Linked DNA regions of Pan troglodytes: region 2 is linked to region 1. A link is a contact called in public Hi-C data. All regions are on one chromosome and are shown on one strand. Each heading gives the region's core, a stretch centred on a gene start, on an enhancer-like site or on the middle of the called end of the contact. The rest is flanking DNA. Distances are from core to core; before and after follow the strand shown.

What was found. A called contact is a pair of places that touch in the nucleus more often than the background predicts.
Region 2: a Hi-C map of induced pluripotent stem cells shows a contact between it and region 1, with 2.5 times the contacts expected there. The contact joins two enhancer-like sites. A contact is called at or near these places in 2 of 7 Hi-C or Micro-C datasets (induced pluripotent stem cells and stem cell-derived neural progenitor cells).

The regions. Positions count from the first base shown.
Region 1 is chr6:85,227,579-85,231,638 of NHGRI_mPanTro3-v2.0_pri, forward strand. It overlaps SRRM3 (serine/arginine repetitive matrix 3), which reads right to left. Exons shown (of 16, transcript XM_054655836.2): 4 at 2,384-2,512; 5 at 2,221-2,301; 6 at 1,516-1,545; 7 at 1,013-1,075; 8 at 846-881. Among named protein-coding and RNA genes, the nearest start is that of HSPB1, 42 kb to the left of the region's middle. Within about 2 kb of position 2,118, at least 10 of the 24 cell types and tissues checked have an H3K27ac peak or open chromatin away from gene starts, as enhancers often do. A contact at or near this core is called in induced pluripotent stem cells, where this site is marked.
Region 2 is chr6:85,423,115-85,427,174 of NHGRI_mPanTro3-v2.0_pri, forward strand. All of the region lies in intron 15 of LOC134810458, which reads left to right. Among named protein-coding and RNA genes, the nearest start is that of STYXL1, 21 kb to the right of the region's middle. Within about 2 kb of position 1,922, at least 10 of the 24 cell types and tissues checked have an H3K27ac peak or open chromatin away from gene starts, as enhancers often do. A contact at or near this core is called in induced pluripotent stem cells, where this site is marked.

The sequences.
Region 1 (4,060 bases), core at 868-3,367:
GTTCAAGTGATTCTCCTGCCTCAGCCTCCCGAGTAGCTGGGATTACAGGCGCTTGCCACCACACCCAGCTAATTTTCGTATTTTTAGTAGAGACAGGATTTCACCATGTTGACCAGGCTGGTCTCAAACTCCTGGCCTCAAGCGATCCACCTGCCTCAGCCTCCCACAGTGCTAGGATTATAGGTTGAGCCACCGTGCCTGGCTCAGGCTGTTTTCTGCTTTCTCAGCAACCCTCTTCTCCTGCACCACTCTGCCTCCACCTGGACTCCTGCCTTTCACTTCCTCTCCCCTCCCCCAGTCCACCCTGAACAAGCCACTGCCCTGCTCAGAGCTCCCCCACACTAACCCCCAGGCCTCCTGGGTGGAGGATGGCTCCATAACTTGGCAGTCAAACCTGTTGGGAGGCTAGCACCTGTCCCTGAGAAACTACCTCTAGCCACAGCTCCCCGACCCTGCCTCCTATCCATGGAGCCCTCCCAGCTCACAGAGGTCCTCCTGCCTCGTGAGCTATTTCCCTGCAAATTCAGGGTCTCGGTGTTTCTGCTTGTCTAACCGGCAACTCCACAGACAGACACACCCCTTGGGCACTGGACCTGCCATGTTGTCTAGAAATTCTTGGGGTCACCATGTCACGGCTGATGCATGGGGCAGGCAAGGGTTGCAAACAGTTGGTTTTCATGCTCCTTCTCCACTGCTCTGTCCCCGCAGCCTGGCTCTGGGAAGGAACCCTGGAGCTGAAGGATGGAGCCCTGTGGGACCCTCAAAACCCCATCCCATCATTGCGTCCTTTGGGCTTTGGTTCCTTAAGGGACCACTGACCATATCCTCTGCAAAGCGCCGCTCACCTGTGCCGTCTCTTCCTCCGGGACCCAGAATCAGACCTGTAGGGCGATAAAGGAGTTCTCTTGAGCCTGCCTGGGGTGGCCCAGGGGAGACCTATGGAGGGCCACAGCCCTGGCCCTGGGCCCCACGGGAGGAAGAGGAGGCCCCAGGGTGGGGGCAGCAAGGGTACCTGTCTCGGCGATGCTTCTTCACACTCTTCTTCTTCTTGCGGAGGGGTGAGGAGCTCCCACAGCTGTGGACACAGGGAGGTGGGCTCTAGTGAGCTGGGGTGGGGGGTGGGGGGCTGGAAATGGCTGGAGAGACCTGGGTGCTTGGGACATTGAAGCTGGAAAGGGAATTCCAGGCCAGGAAGCCCAAGGTCCCTTGTACAGAGTGACCCGAGGCCCCAAGGGTCGCCAAGGTCCCTCAGGGTAGTTGATGGCGCTGCCTATGTTGTCCCCAAGTCACCCTTCCAGCCCCCTGGCATTGTGGGCAACGATAGTTTCAAACCCAGACGTCAGAGGCTCCAACGGTGGGATTCATGGCCTCTGTAGGGGCAAAACTTGCACCTTGGCAGTGTCCAGGTGCAGGCCCTGAGGGTCCAGGCCTCCGGCCTCTGGGGGATGGCCTTGGAACCTCTCCCACCCACAGACATCCCCCGCCCTGGCCCCAGCCAGCTCTGTCCCCACTGACCTGCATTCGGACTCCAGTCTCCTCTTTTTGCTGAGGGCAGATGCCAGGAAGAAAGGACAGACGGATGGATGGGGTTAGTTGGGGCCCCAGACACTTGCCAGGGTCTCACGCAGGACAGGGGAGGGTGGACAGAGAGATTCGGGGATGGCAGATGAGGCCCCTCCTCCCCAGGGCCACTCGCACTAGTGTTGGTGGGCACGGGACCCCTGGGAGGGCAGAGGGGGACTGGGAGCAGGTGCTGGTAACACACGGGCCCGGTCAGTGAGTCTGGCTCTGGGGGATTCAGTGAGAGGCAGGTGCTAGAGAAGGGCTCAGTGAGGGGCGGATCCCAGATAAGGGGAGGGGCTCCATGAGGGGTGGGGCCTAGTGGGGAGAGGACCTCGATGAGGGGCGGGTCCTAGAGAAGGGGAGGGGCTCGGTGAGGGGCGGGCCCCAGAGAAGGGGAGGGGCTCCTTGGGGGCGGAACCTAGCGAAGGGGAGGGGCTTGTCGAGGGGCGGGCCCTAGCGAGGGGAGGAGCTTGAGGCCTGGGGTGGGTTCAGTTATCCGGAGGGCACCTAGTCGGGGGACGGCACGGGGAGGCCGAGGGAGGGGCTCAGAGAGGGGCGGGGCTCACAAATGCTGCATGGTTGTGAGCCAGGGACGGGCATCCGGGGAGAGACCCCACCTCCTCCTCCCTTCCCGCTCCGGTCAGGCGCGGTTCTCACCGGCTTCTCCGGTGGCCGCCTTTCTTTTTCTTCTTTTTCTTGGGAGGGGGCGATGCCGAGCTGCTAGACCAATGCTTGGTCCTGGGGGAGAAGAGGCGGGGGTGGGGGCGGTGAGGGGGGGCAGCCCCGCGCGCCCCCCACCCCTGCCGCGGCGGCCGCTGACCTGTACCCGCGGTGGCCGCGGTAGCAGGCGGCCGGGCAGTCACAGTCCACTGGGCCGTCGTCATCGTCAAAGGGCGCGTACTCCAGGCCAGGCTCAGCGCCCTCGGTCAGCCGCGGGGTCTCCGCCACACTGCCGGCGACAGGGACGCTCACCACCAGTCTCGGGACGGCTTTTCTCCACCCCGTTTCTCGGCGCAGGGGGCCTGACCTAGCCCCGCAAGTCTGCGGGCTGCTACCCGGCTGGGGGAGGGGCGAGGGTTACCTGCGGCCCCTGGCCTTACAGGGCTAGGCAGAGATTTGGGGAACCCAACGGGGCACATCCCCTACAGGTCCCCGACCTCACGGTACAATCTTTTGCAAAAAAGAAAGAAGATAACCGAGCCCCTTATTTAGCCCGCACCCCTTCTGAGTTCTCACCATCTCAGTAAGCCCCCTCCTCTTTTTTTTTTTTAATTTTGGAGATAGGGTCTTGCTCTGTTGCTCAGGCTGGGTTGCAGCGGTGGGATCATAGCTCACTGCAGCCTTGAACTTCTGGGCCCAAGCGATCCTTCCTCCTCAGCCTCTTGAGTAGCTGGGACTACAGGCGTGGACCCCCACCCTGGCTAATTTGAAAAATTTTGCAGAGACGGGGTCTCACTATGTTGCTCAGGCTGGTTTCGAACTCCTGGCCTCAAGCGATCCTCCCGTTTGATCTCTCAAATTGCTGGAATTCTAGGCATGAGCCACCCTGCAGTCGTGGGTGGGGTGTGTGTGTGGCTACTCCTTAGATGAGGCTCCTCTTCCTCACTGAATCCCCTCCATATCCTAGCCCCATTCATTGAAGCCCTCCCCCTCAGTGAACCCCCCATTTGATCCCTGTGCCCCTAACCCTACTGTCCTATTCTGGGAACCCCATCCCCACCCCTCCTTTCTCTCACTGAACCCTAATTTCTCTTTTCTTTCTTTTTTTTTTTTTTCAGTCTCACTCTGTTGTCCTGGCTGGAGTGCAGGGGCCCGATCTCGCCTCACTGCAACCTCTGCCTGCTGCAATCTCCTGCAATCTCACCTCACTGCAACCTCCGCTTCCTGGGTTCAAGTGATTCTCCTGCCTCAGCCTCCCGAGTAGCTGGAATTACAGGTGCCCGCTAATTTTTGTATTTTTAGTAGAGACGGGGTTTCTCCATGTTAGTCAGGCTGGTATGGAACTCCCGATCTCAGATGATCTGCCAGCCTTGGCCTCCCAAAATGCAGGGATTACAGGCGTGAGCCACCGCGCACGGCGAACTCTAATTTCTTTTTCTTTTTCTTTTTTTTTTTTTGAGATGGAGTCTCACTTTGTCGACTAGGCTGGAGTGCAGTGGCATGATCTCAGCTCACTGCATCCTCCGCCTGCTGGGTTCAAGCAATTCTCCTGCCTCAGCCTCCCGAGTAGCTGGGACTACAAGCATGCACCACCACGCCCAGCTAATTTTTTGTATTTTTAGTAGAGACGGGGTTTCACCATGCTGGCCAGGCTGGTCTTGAACTCCTGACCTCGTGATCCACCCACCTTGGCCTCCCAACGTGCTGGGATTACAGGCGTGAGCCACCGCGCCCGGCGAACTCTAATTTCTTAAAGAGCCCCTTCCTCCTGGCCTATCTCCGCCCTCCCCGAGCCCTGGCTCAATGATGTGGGTCTTTCCTCACCTGGGTGTCCTAG
Region 2 (4,060 bases), core at 672-3,171, 200 kb after region 1:
CTTCCTTGAGACCTCCTTGCTTTGCGCTAATAACTGTTAAGCCCTATACTGTGTAGCTGTTAGATAGAAAAGAGTAAGTACAGTCTATGTCCTTGTACTTTAAACAATATATTTGTGCTACACATGCTTACAGGCACATAGTACAGTCTATGTTCTTGTACTTAAACCAAGGTATGTTTGCTGGCTGTGCTCACAGGGATGTCTTAGCTTGCTGCGTTCCTTATTTTGGAATGTCCTTTTTTTTTTTTTTTTTTTTTTTGACAGTCTCTCACTCTGTTGCCCAAGCTGGGGTGCAGTGGCACAGTCTCAGCTCCCTGCAACCTCTGCCTCCCAGGTTCAAGCGATTCACCTGCCTCAGCCTCCCAAGTAGCTGGGACTACAGGCGTGTGCCACCATGCCCAGCTAATTTTTTGTATTTTTTTAGTAGAGACGCGGTTTCACTATGTTAGCCAGGATGGTCTTGATCTCCTGACCTCGTGATCCACCCACCTCAGCCTCCCAAACTGCTGGGATTACAGGTGTGAGCCACCGCGTCCGGCAGGAAATGTTATAACTTGTCTATGTCTTTTCATAAACAACTTCCTCTTTTTCTTTATTCTCCATTAGTTTTACCTATTTAGCAGTGTTTTAAGTTGTTAGCCAATCAGGTTCAGTTTAAATTGTAATTTCTAGCTCCAGTCAATGGAGACAACACACAGCAGCAAGGACAAGCTGCATAAAGGATAAAAATTGCTTCCCTCTTTTCTCCAGAAAGTAAAATTACCTTACTGAGAAAACTTCTTTGTCTAAATGCTGATTTTTCCTTGCAGTACTGGGGAAGAAGCATTTTGTTTCTGAATAAACATTTTACTCATAACACAGAGGTTGCAGTGAGCCGAGAGCTTGCCACTGCGCTCCAGCCTGGGCGACAAAGCGAGACTCCGTCTCAACAAAACAAAAAACAAAGACTGGTTCTTGGCTTCTCGTGGCAAAGGCCTTGGCCACATCATTTTGGTCCTTAACACCATACATGCAGCCACTGGTCTTTTTTTCCTCACAGAGGAGGACAGAAGTTCTGTGTGAGGAGGTGGCCAGAAGGATGGGAGGACGGATAATTGGAGCTTGGAAGTAGAGGTGTGGTGAGTTTCATCCACACTGACAACTTCCTGATGGAGTTCTGGGTGGCAGAAGTGGGGCTGGGAGATGCTGTTTCTCCTCCATGTCCCTATCATCCCCGCTCCTACTCACCGCCATCCCATCTCTGGTCTTTAGCATCCGAGTGGTCCCTGCCTTCACGTCACTCCTAGTTCGTGTGCACCTGCAGCTCAGGCATTGCTGGGAAGCTGACTAGAAAATGCAGAATCTGGGCCGGGTACGGTGGCTCACGCCTGTAATCCCAGCACATTGGGAGGGCAAGGCGGGCAGATTACTTGAGGTTAGGAGTTTGAGACCAGCTTGACCAACATGGAGAAACCCCATCTACTAAAAATACAAAAATTATCTGGCTGTGGTAGTGGCGTGCATGTAGTCCCATCTACTCGGGAGGCTGAGGCAGAATTGCTTGAACCTGGGCCAGAGAGGTTGCAGTGAGCCGAGATCACACCACTGCACTCCAGCTTGGGCGACAGAGCAAGACTCCGTCTCAAAATAAAATAAAAATTTTAATTAAAAAAATCAGAATCTGGGCCCAGCAGCAGGCTCCAGGGACCCCCCCCGCCAACCCGCCCTTGGTGGAGTGTGAGCAGCCTTGGCCACCATGTCACCATCCTGCTCAGCTCCTGGGACGCCCTGTTCCTGCCATCCACAAGCTCTTCAGCCTGTCTGCTCCGGCAGCTGCCTATGACGCCCATCCCACCCTCCCTGCTGGTTGAAATCCTGCCCAGCCTGCAGAGCCAGAGCGTATGCCATCTCCTCCCCCTCCTTTTCCCTCCTCCTAGAGATCTTGATAGGGGAAGTCCTCCTTGATGCTCTGCCAAGACATGAAGTAACCTTGCCCTCCTCTGGAGTCCCACGGTACTTCCTCTGCGTTTGTCTTGTGGATTCTCAGTACCTGACTCGTCTTTAGCCCTGGAAGGCAGGAGCTAGAGGGTGAATAGCCCAGGGACAGCCAGTATCTCCAGGCCCCTTCATCATCATCTGAAAGAATCTAGGATATTCTACATTCCAGGTCCTCCCTTTAGGATGCTAGAGCTGAATTTCTGAGATGGAACCAGAAATGGGCTTCTTTTTTTTTTTTTTTTTTTGGGACAGGTCTCTCTCTGTCTCCCAGGCTGGAGTGTAGTGGCACAGTCACAGCTCACAGCAACCTCAAGCTCCTGGGCTCAAGCAGTCCTCCCACCTTAGTGGGAGTATCCTGAGTGAACTCTCTGGGAGGTTCTTAAGGGGTAGCCCCTGGTTTATGGAGAGAGGTAGTGACCACCCTCAACCAAGACACAGCCTGACTTAGCTTGAGTCCCAGGTCCTGTCAGGGTTGTTGCAAGGATCCCATAAAATGGCAAATGCACCCCAAATACAGCCAGCATAGTGCTCTGCATATAGAACCACCAGGAGGAAACAATGCTAAAGTACCACGCTCAGAGTTCTGCTCTCTACAGCAGTGAAAAACGAAAACACCGAGTTATCCACCCTCAAGGTTATCCAGCTGTGAAAAGAATGGCAGGGCACAGTGGCTCATGCCTGTAATCCCAACACTTTGGGAGGCTGAGGTGGGAGGATTGATTGAGGCCAGGAGGACCAGCCTGGGCAACAGAGCAAGTCCTCCCACCCTGATCTCTTTTTTTTTTTTTGAGACAGAGTCTGGCTCTGTCGCCCAGGCTGGAGTGCAGTGGTACAATCTCGGCTCACTGCAAGCTTCGCCTCCCAGGTTCATGCCATTCTCCTGCCTCAGCCTCCCGAGGAGGTGGGACTATAGGCACCCGCCACCACGCCCGGCTAATTTTTTGTATTTTTAGTAGAGAAGGGGTTTCACCGTGTTAGCCAGGATGGTCTCGATCTCCTGACCTCGTGATCTGCCTGCCTCGGCCTCCCAAAGTGCTGGGATTACAGGCGTGAGCCACCGCGCCTGGCCACCCCCACCCTGGTCTCTACAAAAAATTATAAAATTAGCCGGGCATGGTGGCAGGCACCCATAGTCCCAGCTACTGGGGAGGCTGAGGTGGGAGGATCGCTTGAGCCCAGGGGTTGGAGGCTGCAGTGAGCCATGATCACACCACTGCACTCCAGCCTGTGCGACAGAGACCTTGTCTCTAAAGAAAAATTTAGAAAAGTGACAAGGGCAAATACACACAGTGAAAGAAGTGGGGGGCAGCTCATCTCCATAAATGGCCACCAGAGTCAGGTCTCCCGCAGCCACACCCTTGTGTGGTTCCTGCCCATGTCATTGGGGGCCTTGTAACTTACTCTAGAGAATGCAGCGCAAGCGAAGCTGGGCCAGTTCTCAGCCCAAGCCTTAGAGCCTGGCAACTTCTGCTTTTGCTTGTGGGAACTGAGTCATTCAACAAACATATGGACCTTGCTGTAGACGCGTTGCGAAGAATGAGAGGCCCAAGACCTCGGGGAAAAGGCCAGCTGTCCGGACATCTCCCAAACACCAGCCTCGCGTGCTCCAGTCCAGCCAAGCCTCCAGTGACTGCAGTGGGAGCTGTGGGCATGTAACCACCCAGCTGAGTCCTGTCAACCCCCAGCGTCGGGAGACAGGAACAGAAATAGCCTAAAAGCCACCAGAGTGGAGAGGGCTGGGATTGTTACAGTAGCAGATAACCTGCAGAGCAGGCTTCATTCTCTCAACCTATGAAATATGCAAGAGAGGACAAGTATTACCAGTAGTTCCTTTCCCACTTTATTTTTTAGCTGCTTTTTGGGTTTTATACAATGAACATGTATTAATTGTAGAAGAAAACGATGTCATCCTTTATGATAAAATCCATTTCCATTTTAGCTTTTTTAAAAAAACAAAAAGCTATTGTGGACAGATGAACATCCAAGTACTGGGCACACCTCCAGCCCTCCCTCTTCCACTGAAGGCCGTTGCCTGTTGCTAGAAAGTTCTTTCCCAGGTATGCAGCTTTCAGTTTCCACTTCA